Linked DNA regions of Sus scrofa: regions 1 and 2 are each linked to region 3. Evidence: chromatin contacts called from public HiChIP or PLAC-seq data. All regions are on one chromosome and are shown on one strand. Each heading gives the region's core, a stretch centred on a gene start, on an enhancer-like site or on the middle of the called end of the contact. The rest is flanking DNA. Distances are from core to core; before and after follow the strand shown. Region 1 has its middle 240 kb from the start of SLC30A5. Region 2 has its middle 310 kb from the start of SLC30A5. Region 3 overlaps LOC102159645 (a long non-coding RNA gene).

Evidence for each region. HiChIP or PLAC-seq counts read pairs in DNA pulled down with a chosen protein or histone mark.
Region 1: an H3K27ac HiChIP or PLAC-seq map of skeletal muscle shows a contact between it and region 3, with 6 times the contacts expected there. The contact joins two enhancer-like sites. A contact is called at or near these places in 1 of 47 Hi-C or Micro-C datasets (embryonic fibroblasts) and 1 of 2 datasets of contacts at active chromatin or transcription factors (skeletal muscle).
Region 2: an H3K27ac HiChIP or PLAC-seq map of skeletal muscle shows a contact between it and region 3, with 4 times the contacts expected there. The contact joins two enhancer-like sites. A contact is called at or near these places in 1 of 47 Hi-C or Micro-C datasets (fetal heart ventricle) and 1 of 2 datasets of contacts at active chromatin or transcription factors (skeletal muscle).

The regions. Positions count from the first base shown.
Region 1 is chr16:47,038,884-47,043,383 of Sscrofa11.1, forward strand. No RefSeq gene overlaps it. Among named protein-coding and RNA genes, the nearest start is that of SLC30A5, 240 kb to the right of the region's middle. Within about 2 kb of position 2,783, at least 3 of the 83 cell types and tissues checked have an H3K27ac peak or open chromatin away from gene starts, as enhancers often do. A contact at or near this core is called in skeletal muscle, where this site is marked.
Region 2 is chr16:46,977,385-46,982,009 of Sscrofa11.1, forward strand. No RefSeq gene overlaps it. Among named protein-coding and RNA genes, the nearest start is that of SLC30A5, 310 kb to the right of the region's middle. Within about 2 kb of position 2,532, at least 3 of the 83 cell types and tissues checked have an H3K27ac peak or open chromatin away from gene starts, as enhancers often do. A contact at or near this core is called in skeletal muscle, where this site is marked.
Region 3 is chr16:46,711,030-46,715,522 of Sscrofa11.1, forward strand. The region is part of intron 2 of LOC102159645 (a long non-coding RNA gene); the gene reads right to left. Among named protein-coding and RNA genes, the nearest start is that of PIK3R1, 280 kb to the left of the region's middle. Within about 2 kb of position 2,627, at least 1 of the 83 cell types and tissues checked has an H3K27ac peak or open chromatin away from gene starts, as enhancers often do. A contact at or near this core is called in skeletal muscle, where this site is marked.

The sequences.
Region 1 (4,500 bases), core at 1,533-4,032, 330 kb after region 3:
TTGCGTGTGTGGGGATTTGCAACATCAAATCATGTGTCTAAGAGAATGTGAGAATCTACTCTATCTGGTAAACATCCTTTATGTAACATAATTAATTGCCTTTAGAATAAAATTCTTTTAAAAAGATGTCTGAAAATATAAATCAGAGCAAAACACTGAGAACACATTCTATCTGGTTAGATCTGCATCAAATAAAACACTTTTGCAGTCCAGATTGTATCAACTCCTCCAACATACAGCAACAAATATATGTCAAGCACTGCTACGGGATGGGGGATGCAAACAAGAACAAGACTCATTCCTCATCCTCAAGGAGATCGCCATCCAGGAGGGGATCCACACAAGTAGACAAGCCAAGGAGCAGCTTGATAAGTTTTAACATAGAGATGGACACATTGCAGAGGGGTCACAACAAAGCGGGAGCCTGGATGTGAGGAGGAACCCAGCAGGAACAAAAGGGGGAAGTCATCCCGGGCAGAAAGGAAGAGTGTGTGCAAGGACACGGGGGCCTGAATGAATGTGTTACTCCCTGGTGGCTGCAAGTGGTGCACAGGTGTGGAAAACAGGAGTGGGTGTGTCTGGAGATAGCACTGGGCAGGTAGACTGGGCAGCTTAGAAGACTTATCGGTCTCTAAGGAGTTTGCATTTCACCCTTCAACTTGCAACAGGAAGCCCCTGGGGGTTTTTAACAGGGCGGTAATGGAAGGCCAAGTTCACATCACAGGGATCACTTACGACATTGTGTGGGACATGGGCTCAGGGAAGAGGGAGCCAGGAGACCCATGAGTGCCCTAGCAATTCTTCAAGTGAGAGAGGATTAGGCATTGAACACAGATTGAAGAGACTTTGGGAGACTGGATAGAATTAGGGGAAGAGAGGGGTGTAGAAGAAGAAGGTATTTAAAATTATTTCAATATGTTGGTCTTATTCACCAGAACTATCCGGCAAAAGGAAGGACTCATTTGGAGTTCCCGTCGTGGCACAGTGGTTAATGACTCCAACTAGGAACCATGAGGTTGCGAGTTCAATCCCTGGCCTTGCTCAGTGGGTTAAGGATCCAGTGTTACCGTGAGCTGTGGTGCAAGCCACAGATGCAGCTCGGATCCCGAGTTTCTGTGGCTGTGGTGTAGGCCAGTGGCTACAACTCTGATTAGACCCCTAGCCTGGGAACTACCATATACCTCAGGAGCGGCCCTAGAAAAGTCAAAAAGACGAAAAAAAAAAAAAAAAAAAAAAAAAAAAAGGAAGGACTCACTTCCTCTGGTAAGCCTAAGAGCACATCATGGACACAAACAGATGATCTAAAGCACAATGAACACACAACTACAAACTTAGGGAGCCCTGTGAAAGCAAACCTTCATTCCTGTGGCCAGCTGCCTCTCACTGCTTCGCCTCCCATTCTTCTCACAAGGGTTCAATATATAGAAAGGCCTTCATGAAAGCTGGTCCTTCTACCTGCTGCGCTGTCCTTGCCCAGCCCTCAATGCACAAGGACAGGCTGTCCCCAACTCCTTTGTGTGTGTGCTACAGAGAATCCTTTTCTTTGGTTTGCTAAAATATAATTTCAGTAGTTTATCATGGAGCTTTATTTTTTTAAAACCACAGTGAGAGCAACCAGTCCTCTAAAGACCCCTGAAACCCTTATGTGTCCTTAATTGATCCACAGGTCTGAGTGCTGCCAGGCAGTCCACCTGGGTCAGCTGAAACACATCCACATGCGGCCCGCCTGCCCCAACCCAAGCCATGTGGTCAGCCAAGTCTGTCAGTGATACCCTCTGAGCCCAAGTGTTTGCAACTAATTGCCTGCAGGTCACAACCAGAGAGTACACATTTATCCCCACTACCAGAGAAAGCATTTAGTTTTAGTTTTCCATTACAGCCTTTACTGATAAATCTGTATGGACATATTAGCTACCAAAAGGTTCATCATCTCATTGTTTGCAAGAGCAATAAGTTGCAAACCATCTGAATTTCCAACAACAGCACACACAAAAATTAAAGTCCATCTATAGAATAGAATAGTATATAGCTCCTAAAAATGCTGTTTCATAGAAGGATCAATGGATAGGACAAGATGCTCAACACAGAATGCTTTCTAGAACGTAAGCTCCATGAAAGTAAGGGATTTGTGTTGTTCATCAGTGCACACCCAGTGCCTAGAACAAGACTAGGTACATGGTAGTCATTCTTTAGATATCTGTTTATTGAATCAATATAAGAAGCAGGTAAGGAGATGACAAAGAGTATGGTTCCATTTCTATAAAAAGACACACACACATACACAAAAGGATGTGGAAGGATATACAACCAAATGTCACTTGTAGCTTTCTCTGGAAGGGTGAGATTTTTATATTCTCATTTTCTCTCTATTTTTTTTCTGCTCATAGTTCAAGGTGCTATTCTAACAAGGGCCAAAACCAAAAGGAAATTATTGGGGGAACCCATTACAAACTCAGCTCTTCTTGCTCAAGTTCACCTATGAAACCACTGTCCCTTACTTGCCAGAATAGTATGACACTAAGCACAGTCTAAGTCCCTGTAGCTTATATCGAACTTGCCCCCTTGGCTTTAACCTCATGTCAGCCTGGGTTCCATGAAGGGCCCTCAGGCCCCAGCACTCTTGGCAGAGCCTCATCTATGTCTCCCATGACTAAGCTCTGTCAGTTTCCAATTCATCCCAAACAGGAAAAGGACATTTTACTCCTCTCTTCATATAAACAGACTGCCCACGTTTAGAGGGCATCCTCCCGTCCTTACTGCACCAAGCATGACAGTGTGAACACTTTTCACTCAGTTTCTCCAAGGGCAATTGAACAAGCACCTAAAGATGTCACCTGCCAGGGCCTCATCCTGTTAAATGATGACAGCCCTAGAGGAGAACAGGGCAAGCAAAAACACTAAAACTTTGTAAAATCAGCTTGCGTGAAGTTGCCCCCGTACCAGAGCTGGTGCATGTAATCCTCCCCTGGCTGAGCTAATTGGTTTAGATCACGGATGATTTTACAGCCCCAGAAACCATTCTCTGATTGCAAGAATGAGAGGTGCCAAATGATCTTAAACCACAGCACAGACGGGCCCAGTGCCACCAGAAGAATATTTGGGGAAAGAGCTATTTTAAACGAATGCTCCTGTGGGTATAAGGATACGTTTCTGTCTAGACGCCTGGTAACACCTGTTGCTCTCTCATCCTGCCCCCTGTCTACCTCCCCCCTTGACAGCAATGTAGCCAAGACAAACCATGGCCACCTGACAGAGCCCAGAGACGTGGCCACGTGAACAGCAGACCCTGGCAGCCCAGACATCGCATGCTCTGGCGCAACCTGTCAGACCAGACAGCTCTGCTGCCAGGTGTCAAGGAGCCACTGGAGGGCAGGGAACAGACCTGGAAGCCAAGACTTTAAATTTTCAGATGGCAAGAGAAAGGAGGCTTCTTCCTGAGTGAATTATGGCTTTGGTTCTGGTATGCAGATCAGCATCAAGCAAGTGGAAGGAGAGGAGGGCAGCACTCCTGTCCAATCCAATCCAGCCCTCTCTACCTAACTGTCCCCAGTAAGTTGTCTAGCCTATCCTTGAATCCATATGGTGACAGGAAATTCACTATCTCATGAAACAGCTCATTTTATTGAGAAGCAGTCTTCACTGTACTGAGCTGATCTATTCCTGTAAACTGTGCTCCCCTCGTTACACTTTAGAAAGCTACAAAGGAAGACAGGAGTTCCCATCATGGTACAGCAGAAACGAATCTGACCAGGAACCATGAGGTTGCGAGTTTGATCCCTGGCCTCACTCAGTATGTTAAGGATCCAGTGTTGCCATGAGCTGTGGTGTGGTTGCAGACATGGCTTGCATCTGGTGTTGCTTTGGCTGTGGCGTAGGCCAGCAGCTGTAGCTCCAATTAGCCCCCTAGCCTGGGGACCTCCATATGCCAAGAGTGCAGCCCTAAAAATCCAAAAAGAAAGTAAGTAAGTAAGAAAGAAAGAAAGAAAGAGAAAGAAGGGAGGGAGGGAAGGAAAGAAGGGAGGGAGGGAGGGAAGGAAGGAAGGAAGGAAGGAAGGAAAGTTACAAAGGAAGAGTCTCATATTTCTCTCATGTAATTCAAATCAACATAGTTTTCTGTGTTAACCACATAACATGCAGCTTAACACACAGGGGTAAGTGAGTGCTGGAACCCTGGGGGAATTTGCCAATTCTTGGCAGATTAGAGTCTGGGTTTTAATAAGACAAGAACCTGAGTTTTAGGGACAAGAGACTAAGCCTTGGCTTGGGCAAGGTTGGAGGTCAGATCTGAGACCACTGCATAAAGCTAGGATTCCCAAAGGACTGTCCTCAGAGGAAAGAAGAAACAGTATCACACCAAAAGTCTATAAGGATATTGTCTGATTCAGACACCTATAGTCACTTAATCTTAGACAAAGGAGGCAAGAGCATAAAATGGGGAAAAGACAGTCTTTTCAGCAAGTATTGCTGGGAACCTGGACAGCTGCATGCACATCAGTGACA
Region 2 (4,625 bases), core at 1,282-3,781, 270 kb after region 3:
TCTCTTTTTCAGTATCAAATAATCTCATTTGACTTAAACAGTCTGGACAGGCAGGGGATAGTTAATGCCACCTCCTGCACATTGTACACCCTACAGCTCTGTGCCCAGGGCTGGAGGTACAGCCAGCAGAGTGAAGCCTGCTCTAGAGGGACATACACAGGTACATCAGTAGCAGGTGGTGAAAACTCCACTCAGTTACTGAGAACATCTTGAAGCCCAGAATCCAGGCTTTAAATATTAATTTGACTTTCAGTAGGAAAGAGCTGGTTTTTACCCATTAGCTGGAAAGCACTTCAGCTCCTACTTGTTATTTTTAAGCAATAATGTTTTTTTCAAGAGCCCAGCTCTGCTCCCCACAAGGGAGAGGACTGGCTTGAGCAAACCCCAGCGGTCTCTGTCTCTTCCTAGTGTGGGAGCACGGAAGCAGTCAGCTACCATTCCATAAGCGGTTACCCCAGGCCACCAAGCCTGAAGCCTGCTTAGGGTTGGGATCAGCCCCAGTTCACAATCAAACTTGTTCCACAGTGCAAGATGGAAAACTCCCCTTAGCCCAACCACTGGGCAGAGTTTCAAGAAATAACGATCTATTTCTGTACTGGAAACATACAACATATAGAGCTACCTATATTGGGCCCCAGGCTACCATATTCTGTTGCCGTATGTTGCTGCTCTTCCCTGTGTGCATAATGCCAGGTAAGGGGCAGCAAAATAGCTTGGTGGACCTTTTCTCCCTCACTCGTAAGAGCACAACCCATCCTGAATGAGAATGATTACCTTTTAAATTAGACGTTAGTTTTATTCTAATCAAAGCTTGGGAAAGGATCAGAGGAAGTCTTCTCAGAAAAGGAGTCTGAAGGCAGATGTTGGCAGAATTCCAAACAGGCGTTTAAAAAATAATCTAACAACATGAATCTGTTCAGTAACCAAAAAGAAAATATATTGTATATTTAAGGCAGTGCAACAACGTTGCATAACTGGAGGGTAGTGGTGGGGGGAGGGCATCCACTTCATCATCTATGTGAATGGTGCCCCCTGGAGTTGTGCAACGCACAACCTGTGAAACCAAACCTAGACAGCCCTGATTCAGGGTACCTGAGACCAAAAAATGCCTATAATAATTTCCATACAGGTGTAGCAGCTTCAGGCTATGAAAAAATTTTAGTTATAGATTATTCTGTATAAAACTCTTAAGGCACACAGTAAAACCCAAATTTCCCACAGAATCATACCCTAAGTTTTAACCAGGGGGGACCTAGCAGGTCATCTAGCCATCCTCTCATTGCACAGATGAGGCAACTGAAGGCCAGAGACATAATGTGTCTTGCCCAAGATCAACAAGCCTACGCTAAAAAGGTGACAGACTCTCTGCCTCTGATAGAGAGCCAGAACAGACCACCTTTTTTTCTTTTTTTCTTTTTTTTTTTTTTTTTTTTTTTTTTAGGGCCACACCTACAGCTCATGGAGGTTCCCAGACTAGAGGTCAAATCCCAGCTACAGCTGCTGGCCTACACCACAGCCACAGCAACACAGGATCCGAACCACATCTGTGACCTACACCACAGCTCACCGCAACGCTGGATCCTTAACCCACTGAGGGAGGCCAGGGATCGAACCCGAATTTTCATGGATACTAGTCAGATTCTCTCCCCCTGAGCCATGACGGGAACTCCTAGAAGAAACCACTTTGCTGTGAATGGTATTCAGCCCACCTCAAACTGAGTCTTATTCATCATTATCATCATTTCACATTTATTAAGCACCTTCTAAATGCTAAGCCTTGAAAACACAAAAAGCATCCCTCCAAAGGTCCCAGACCATGGCTCAACAGTACGGCAGTTTTGCTTCAATTATACACAACTTTTAATCCAGGAATTGAGAACTTCGTTATATTTCCAGGCAAAAATGTAGCATACTCTTTCTCAAGCCATGAACGGTTATGGTCTACTGAACAAATCCTTATTTTGGCCATTTTTTTTAAATGTCTAATATCCCCATTGGAGTTGACTGACTTCTGTGAAGCCATTTCGGTTTATTGGTTAACTGTTCATTTATTTATATTTACAAGCCACATTATTTACGCAATAGATTTGGAGCCATTGTGAACTATTGGGGAATTATTAGCTATTTAAAATCGGACTATCCAAAGCATGAAAACTGATGGCCATTTATAAGGAGAATGGGAAATGTACGAGTTACTGAGGTCGGCCTTTAATTTAAATTTTATTTTTAACAGTCATTCTACTCTTTCTAACGGGAGTTTTATATGTATTTGAATGTGTTGGGGGAGAGTGAGGTGGGCAGAGAGAGAAGCCCTTCCACCAAAAACCAGTGCAATTAAAGTGCTTTATGGACAAACTCTCTGCCAAATTTCTCACTGAAATCAAAGACACCTTTGAGTTAGTTATACCAGAGCAGAGCCGAAAGCACCTGCAGTCACGTCTGTTTCTCATTTTGTACTCATGTAACTCAGATGCCCTGTGGATTAAGTGAAATGTGCTCCTGGGTTGAAATCGTGTACACCACGTGTCAGCTCAGTTTGAATTTGGAAACAGGAGCTCAGAAGGTGCCACTCAAACATGTGGCTCTGGTTTTCCCCCGAGTGTAACATGAACAAGGGAGTCATGTTATGGGCTCCTGTGTCTCCAGCTTCACTGTAAGTTAAGAGATATGGCAGGACCGTGTTTCCATTTAATGCTGCTCTCCCCCACGCCGTATCAGTTCCCACACAAATGTTCACGAGGGAAGGTCGTGGCATGGAATGAGGAGAGCTGGAAATGTACACGCTGACAGTTCCTGCCCAGTGCATGAATTTACAACCATGTCCTGACACAGAAAAGGGAAGCCAACCAGAATGCATGGTCCAGAATCCCCAGGGCACCGGCTAGAGGGCCCTCCCCTGTGAACATCTGTTTGTAGCCTGTATCAATGTAAAAAGGGTTCCAGAGCAGAAGAAACTGCACTGGGGTAAAATTAATACGCAGTACAAAACAGGTCTCTGAGGTTAAGGTGCCAGATCCCATTGTAACCCAAAGAGGCCTCTTTTAAATATTGGCCCTGACAACAGATTCTAGATCCTTTCTCTTTGATCACATTTTAGAATACCAGCTTCTTGTCTGCCTCTTCATCTGTCCAGTGACTTCAGCCAACACTTAGGGAGTATCTACTCCGTGCTCTCAAGCATCAACAGTCCATCCAACAGCCACGACTTCGCTTTCATGGAGTTTCCTTTCTAGTTGGGGAAGGAGAGGAACTGGCTTTGAACTAGCTCGGTGAAGGCGTGTTCCAGCTAAAGTCAAGTCTCCATGTGGCATTCCAGATTTACACAGGATAAATTGGGATGTGATAATTTGCTTCAAAAAAAGATTCAATATTTTACTAAAAAAAAAAATCGCAGAAGGATTCCCTTTAAATCTAAAATTCCCAACCACCCTCCCACATCCACCAAGTCATTTTATTTATTCAGAATTTTTTTAGGAATCTGTTAATTGTTAAAGTGTCCCTGTACCGTTCCGGAATACATCCCCTCATCGCCAGCATGCAGAAACATTCACTTTCATTGCATAAAACAAGTGCCGGAAGAAAGCATCACTTGTTCCAGAATAAAAAACAACCCACTCTGAAAAGACTGCTCAGCAGAGGCTACAGGCAGGCCTAGAAAGAAAGAAGCTTAGACTCCAGTACTGGTGGCTTCCCTGGAGCTTCTCTGTACCCCTTTATCTAAACACTAAGTCAAGGGCAAACAAAGAGAGTCTGGAGTTGAGGGGGATTTTTTTTCCAGTCTCTCTGGATTTTTCTCATTGACCTGAAAGAGGGTAAATGGAGAAACACTAGCCCCACTATTCTAGTTTTTTAAGTGAACCTGGTGAGGTGAACACATTTTTCTCTCCTGATATTTGCAACTACTTGGATACTTAAATGTCTGTTGCCAGAATCTCTCCTTACCAGCACCTACAATTTAGCCCATTAGCAATCAGTGAGAACAGTTTGTCCACCAAGTTTTGTCTGAGAAATAGAGAACTGCCACACGAAACGGAGACTTAAAGAAATGAGAATATCCTGAAGAGAGCATCCTAATGTTATAACTGCCCTCCTGTTATTTTCCCCACATTGGGGTTTTATTGATCAATGACCACATTTCCCCCTCAGGACCATTGTACTGCCAGGAAGCTTCCTGGTCCAGCGGCACAGTGGTTAGTTGGCATTAAAAAAAAAAAAAAAAAAAAAAAGTATTTTTTTAAAAAACACCAGCCCAAACCTCCCTTGTTTAGAAAAGCTGATGCCATATCATAGATTTCAGATCCGTGGATTGGAAAGCTATCCTATTTATCTAGGGGAAGCAAAAGTGAAGCCAGTTCTGGGTGTTTCCAGAAGCCCTTCATCTGCCCAAGAAGAATTCATATGGAAAGGCTTCATAGGAATTAGGAAAGTTTAGGAAATACAGATACAAAAGGGTATTCAGAAGTCAAACAAGCCATTCTTCCACTGAAGAGTTTTGTTTTAGATTAAAGATTCATGCTCAGCACAGTCAGTGTCTCTTAAATTAGCCAAGGAACAATCTTCATACGAAGAGAGAACTACACACACAAATAAAATGAAACTGGGGTGGGAAGAAATTAGGCATTGTG
Region 3 (4,493 bases), core at 1,377-3,876:
TTCATTGTCCCCTTCCTCCATAAGAATATTAAAAATGATACACATAAAGATGAATGTATTAACAGTACATATTAAAACACCTCTTCTAATTTTAAAAGAACATTTTTAAGAGCCCCTGCAAATATCATGAGTCCTAGATTCTGTCTATTGTGCCAAATGGAAGATGTTGGCCTTGTCTGACATATATATTTTTTTCTCTATTTTAGGATAATTCAGCCTCACCTCTTTATTCCTTCCACCCCTTCCTGAGAATGAGGGCCTCCCATGTAATGGTAATCCTGCATTTGGTGTCTATCCATTGAAACTGTATTTATTTGCAGAGAGTAGCCAAGAAATCATATTCAAGTGAATGTCTTTTTAATTTATCATGATGGCAGCCACATGTATGTCTGTCAAATAATAACAATAACTAGGGAATTCCTATAGTGGTTCAGTGGGTTACAAACCCAACCAGTGTCCATGAGGAGACAGGTTCAATCCCTAGCCTTACTCAGTGGGTTAAGGATCCGGAGTTGCCATGAGCTGCGGTGTAGGTTGCAGATGCAGCTCAGATCCTGCATTGTGATGGCTGTGGCATAGGCTGGCAGCTGCAGCTCTGATTCAACCCCTGGACTGGGAACCTCCATATGCTACAGGTGCAGCCCTAAAAAGCAAAAAAAAAAAGGTAAAATGTATTGAGTCCTAACTATGTGAATAACACTTGCCCACATTTTGCAGAAATGAAGAAACTGAAGGACTCAGAGCTGAAATCACGTGTTTAGGACCATACATCCAGGGAGAGCCATATCCAGGACTTGAACCTGTCAGGGTCCAGATCCTTAACCACTACATTAGATGACCTAGGACACAATTGTTTGAGACATGTCATCCAGGTAATTTTCTCCCCAATTGTGAATTTCTCACCCTTTGCAAAGCTGTAGTTTTCCAGGGGCCCACAGAGCATACCCTGGGAACCTACACTTAGGGTAAAAGTTCTAACTCATTTTGGAGTGTTAAGCTGCCATTGGGACTCATTTGCTACCAGAAAGGTTCCTATTTCTGAAAGCCTATTATGAAAATGCAGGAGCCATGCTTCCCCTGTGTGCCCTAGAGCTCTCTTCAGTAGCTGTATACCAGCCAACTGGATGAAAAGCTGGGACACCGCCCTCTTTCCAGTCCTCTGTACCACATAAAATAACTTAAAACATTTGAGTCCCCTGGACCCTTGCATTGTCCGTCAGCTTGAGCAATAAAATTACAGCCAGTACCCCCTGGGTTATGTCCTTACTGACAATGCAGATTCACAGAAAAGGAATTTAGGTTAAAAAAAAAGATGGTGTCTTAAATACTAGGACCACAATGCCAGAACAATCCTTGTTTGCCAAGTAGAAATTTATGTAATCATGAGACTAAAGACACTTCTTATTTCCAAAATGTTACTGCAACCAGCATAGTAATTCTTCCTAAGTAAGTGCCAAAATACTTTTCCCTGAGTCCTCCTAAGAGCTTTACGTTGATAGAAAATTATCCTCTTGAAATTATACAGTCAACTCCAGAACTCTAGCTGTGCAACGTGAGAAAGGAAGGCAGGAAGGAAACATTTCAACTGAGATGTACATTATGAGGGAGGAAAAGAAATAACATCCTGACCCATATATACAATTTTCTGGGCCATAAATGCTATTTGCTTAACAGAAACTTTAGAATCAAAAGCAATGATAGAAAATTATGATGTTTATCTGTCTGGAGGGATAAAGCTGGAGAGCTTGTCATATTTCTCACTCATACAGCTTGGGGCCAACAGACATGCTGTGACTGGATAATATCATGTACAATGACTGGAGGGAAATATATGAAAGCTGACCCAGTGTAGCCTATCCACTGTGGCATTTGGGTAACCGGTAACAGGCTGACAGATGAAAGATTACGTGACTGCCTCATACAACATGGCTTTCTTTATTAAAATACATGCCCAAATTATGTTTTTCAGGGGTTGTTGTTGTTTTGGTTTTTTGTTTTGTTTCGTTTTGTTTTGTTTTTTGCTTTTTACAGCTGCATGTATGGCATATGGAAGTTCCCAGGCTAGGGGTTGAATCAGAGCTGCAGCTGCTGGTCTACATCACAGCCACAGCAATGTGGGATCTGAGCCATGTCCGCAACCTACACAGATCACAGCAACACTGGATCCTTAATGCACTGAATGAGGACAGGGATTGATCCTGCATCCTCATGGATACTAGTTAGGTCTGTTACCACTGAGCCACAATGGGAACTCCCAAATTATGTGTTTTTTTAAACAAGTTTAAATTCCATGGGAGTCTATCTCTAAGTCACTGGACTCTTGTAAAGAAATGTCTGATCACTTAGTCCAAGGTCCTAGAATGGGATTCCAGACTCAGGCAAATGCTCTGGTCAGGGCCTGTGGATAGGTGACAGGTGGTGGATTTTTGCCTTTCAACACATAACCGTAACCCTATGCACTGTCTGAGTTTATTTTCATTCACACACACAAGGGCTTATTGTTTACAATAGGCTGTCCTCCAAACCCATTTCCAAGAAAAGATTCTCCATGTGTGTCACCCTGCATCACTTCCCAGGCTGCACAGCGACCATAAGGGCTCTAGGACCCAGGGCCAAGTGTCAAGTGCCAATAATGGGGCAGCTTAGGGAGTGGTGACATTTATGGTCCTTGTTACTATTTATATTAGTGTCCCGTCCAGACTAGTCTCAGATGCATCTTGGATGCATTACTCAAAATTTACAGGCTTACTTCTACTTTCTCACCTGGAATAAAAACTAACACACATTTCACCAAGCCACCTCTACTTGTTACAAAAGGAGAGAAGAAGAGAAGATTTTGTCTCACAGTCAGGTTCCTATCTCAAGGTGGGAAAACTTGGTAATTTATACTTAAAAGTAAACAAGCTATATCCACTGTCAGCCTATGAGGCGTATAAACATAAAATGGGCAATTTCTAATTTTATTCCTGGTACTGTGTTCATATTCGAGTCAAACTTGCCTTGCCTTTATTTTGAACTTGTGAGTGCAGGCCCCCACTTTCACCTGTGACCATGTAATTCCACTATGCTTTTCAGAAGGGTTAGCGTCAACCAAGGAACATGAATTTGAGCACAAACTCTAGCCATATGACTCCAACTAAAATGTGAGGCAAAGAACAGCTCTGAGATTCATGAACGTCAGTTTACTTTGGGGAGAATCTGGATAAAACTTGGTCTCAAAATAGCCTGGACAATTTTAGTTTTCTGACAGCATTTGGTGGTAAGCCTGTTAAAGAACACCATCTTGAAATTTCCCATTTATGTTCTGTAGATAGCAGATCATCTGGACACACTCAGAACTTCAGAAGCATTAATCACCAAGACACACCTGGCATGAAATAGAGATATGAAGAGAAAAAGATATAGAGTCTTAGATGGACCCCATTCTTATGTTTTCTACATGTATGCCAATTTGATGAGTTAACCACTTATTTCACTGACAAGCCATAGGTTCTCTAGGATGTAGGGGTTAAGACACAGATGCTGAAGTTACAAAGACTTGATTCTGAATCCCAGCTCTGCTATGTACTGGCTGTGTGAACCTGGACAGGTTCCTTAGCTTCTCCAAGCCTTAGCTTTCTAATGAGACAAAATGTGTTAGGACTGTCTTAGTATCTGCATATCTGGGGACTCTGCTCTTCCCTGTACCCTTTCCTTTTCAACGAGTATTAATAAGGATGACACGTGTGGAAGAGCTCAGCCTGTAGTCGGTTCTCACCAACTATTACTCTGTCTTTATGGCCCAATGATGTAAGACTGAAAATTACTGTTTTTTTATTACTGTTTGATAAAGGTCATTTAAATATTGCTACTTCTGATTCTAGTTATCAGGTCACTTTGAGGCATACAACTTTGTTCTGGGCTGCACTATATGAGAGGCTCAGTTGATGTGAGGCTAGTGTTTACCCAGTGTCCTTGTGGAAGAGTTCTAATAGGGTGTTTCCTGACTTGACAAAGTCTCAGTTTTTGACCGCTACTGGCAAGGGCATTCAATACACTAATGGACACTCCTTCAAGGTCAAATCCTGTATTTATAATGTGATTTGGGAGATTCTTTGGCAGTTGAAAAGAAACAAGACTCAAAGTCCTTATTTTAGGTACTCCTAGTTAGAACATCTGTGAAATACTGAAATGTTTTTAATTGAATGAATTTAGCAGGAAAAGTCACTGGGGTGGGACTTAAGGGGGAACTCACCATCAGGTCCATTGAGTGCCTTTAGTTCGAGAATAGGGTTAAGACTGTCCAAGAGGAGAGCTGGTCTGGCACTGATATTGTCCTTTCCTGACTCAGTCATCTTCATGCCATGGCTGTGCCCCATGGAATATAGCTGGGTATGTGAGAAAGCAGACTGAGCACAAAGACTTGCCTTGCTGAAATCCTTCTTGCCCTGGCCCTGTGGAACATGATACTCCAGGGAGGTGCACTCTGCCCAGCCAACCCCCCCCCTGCCCAG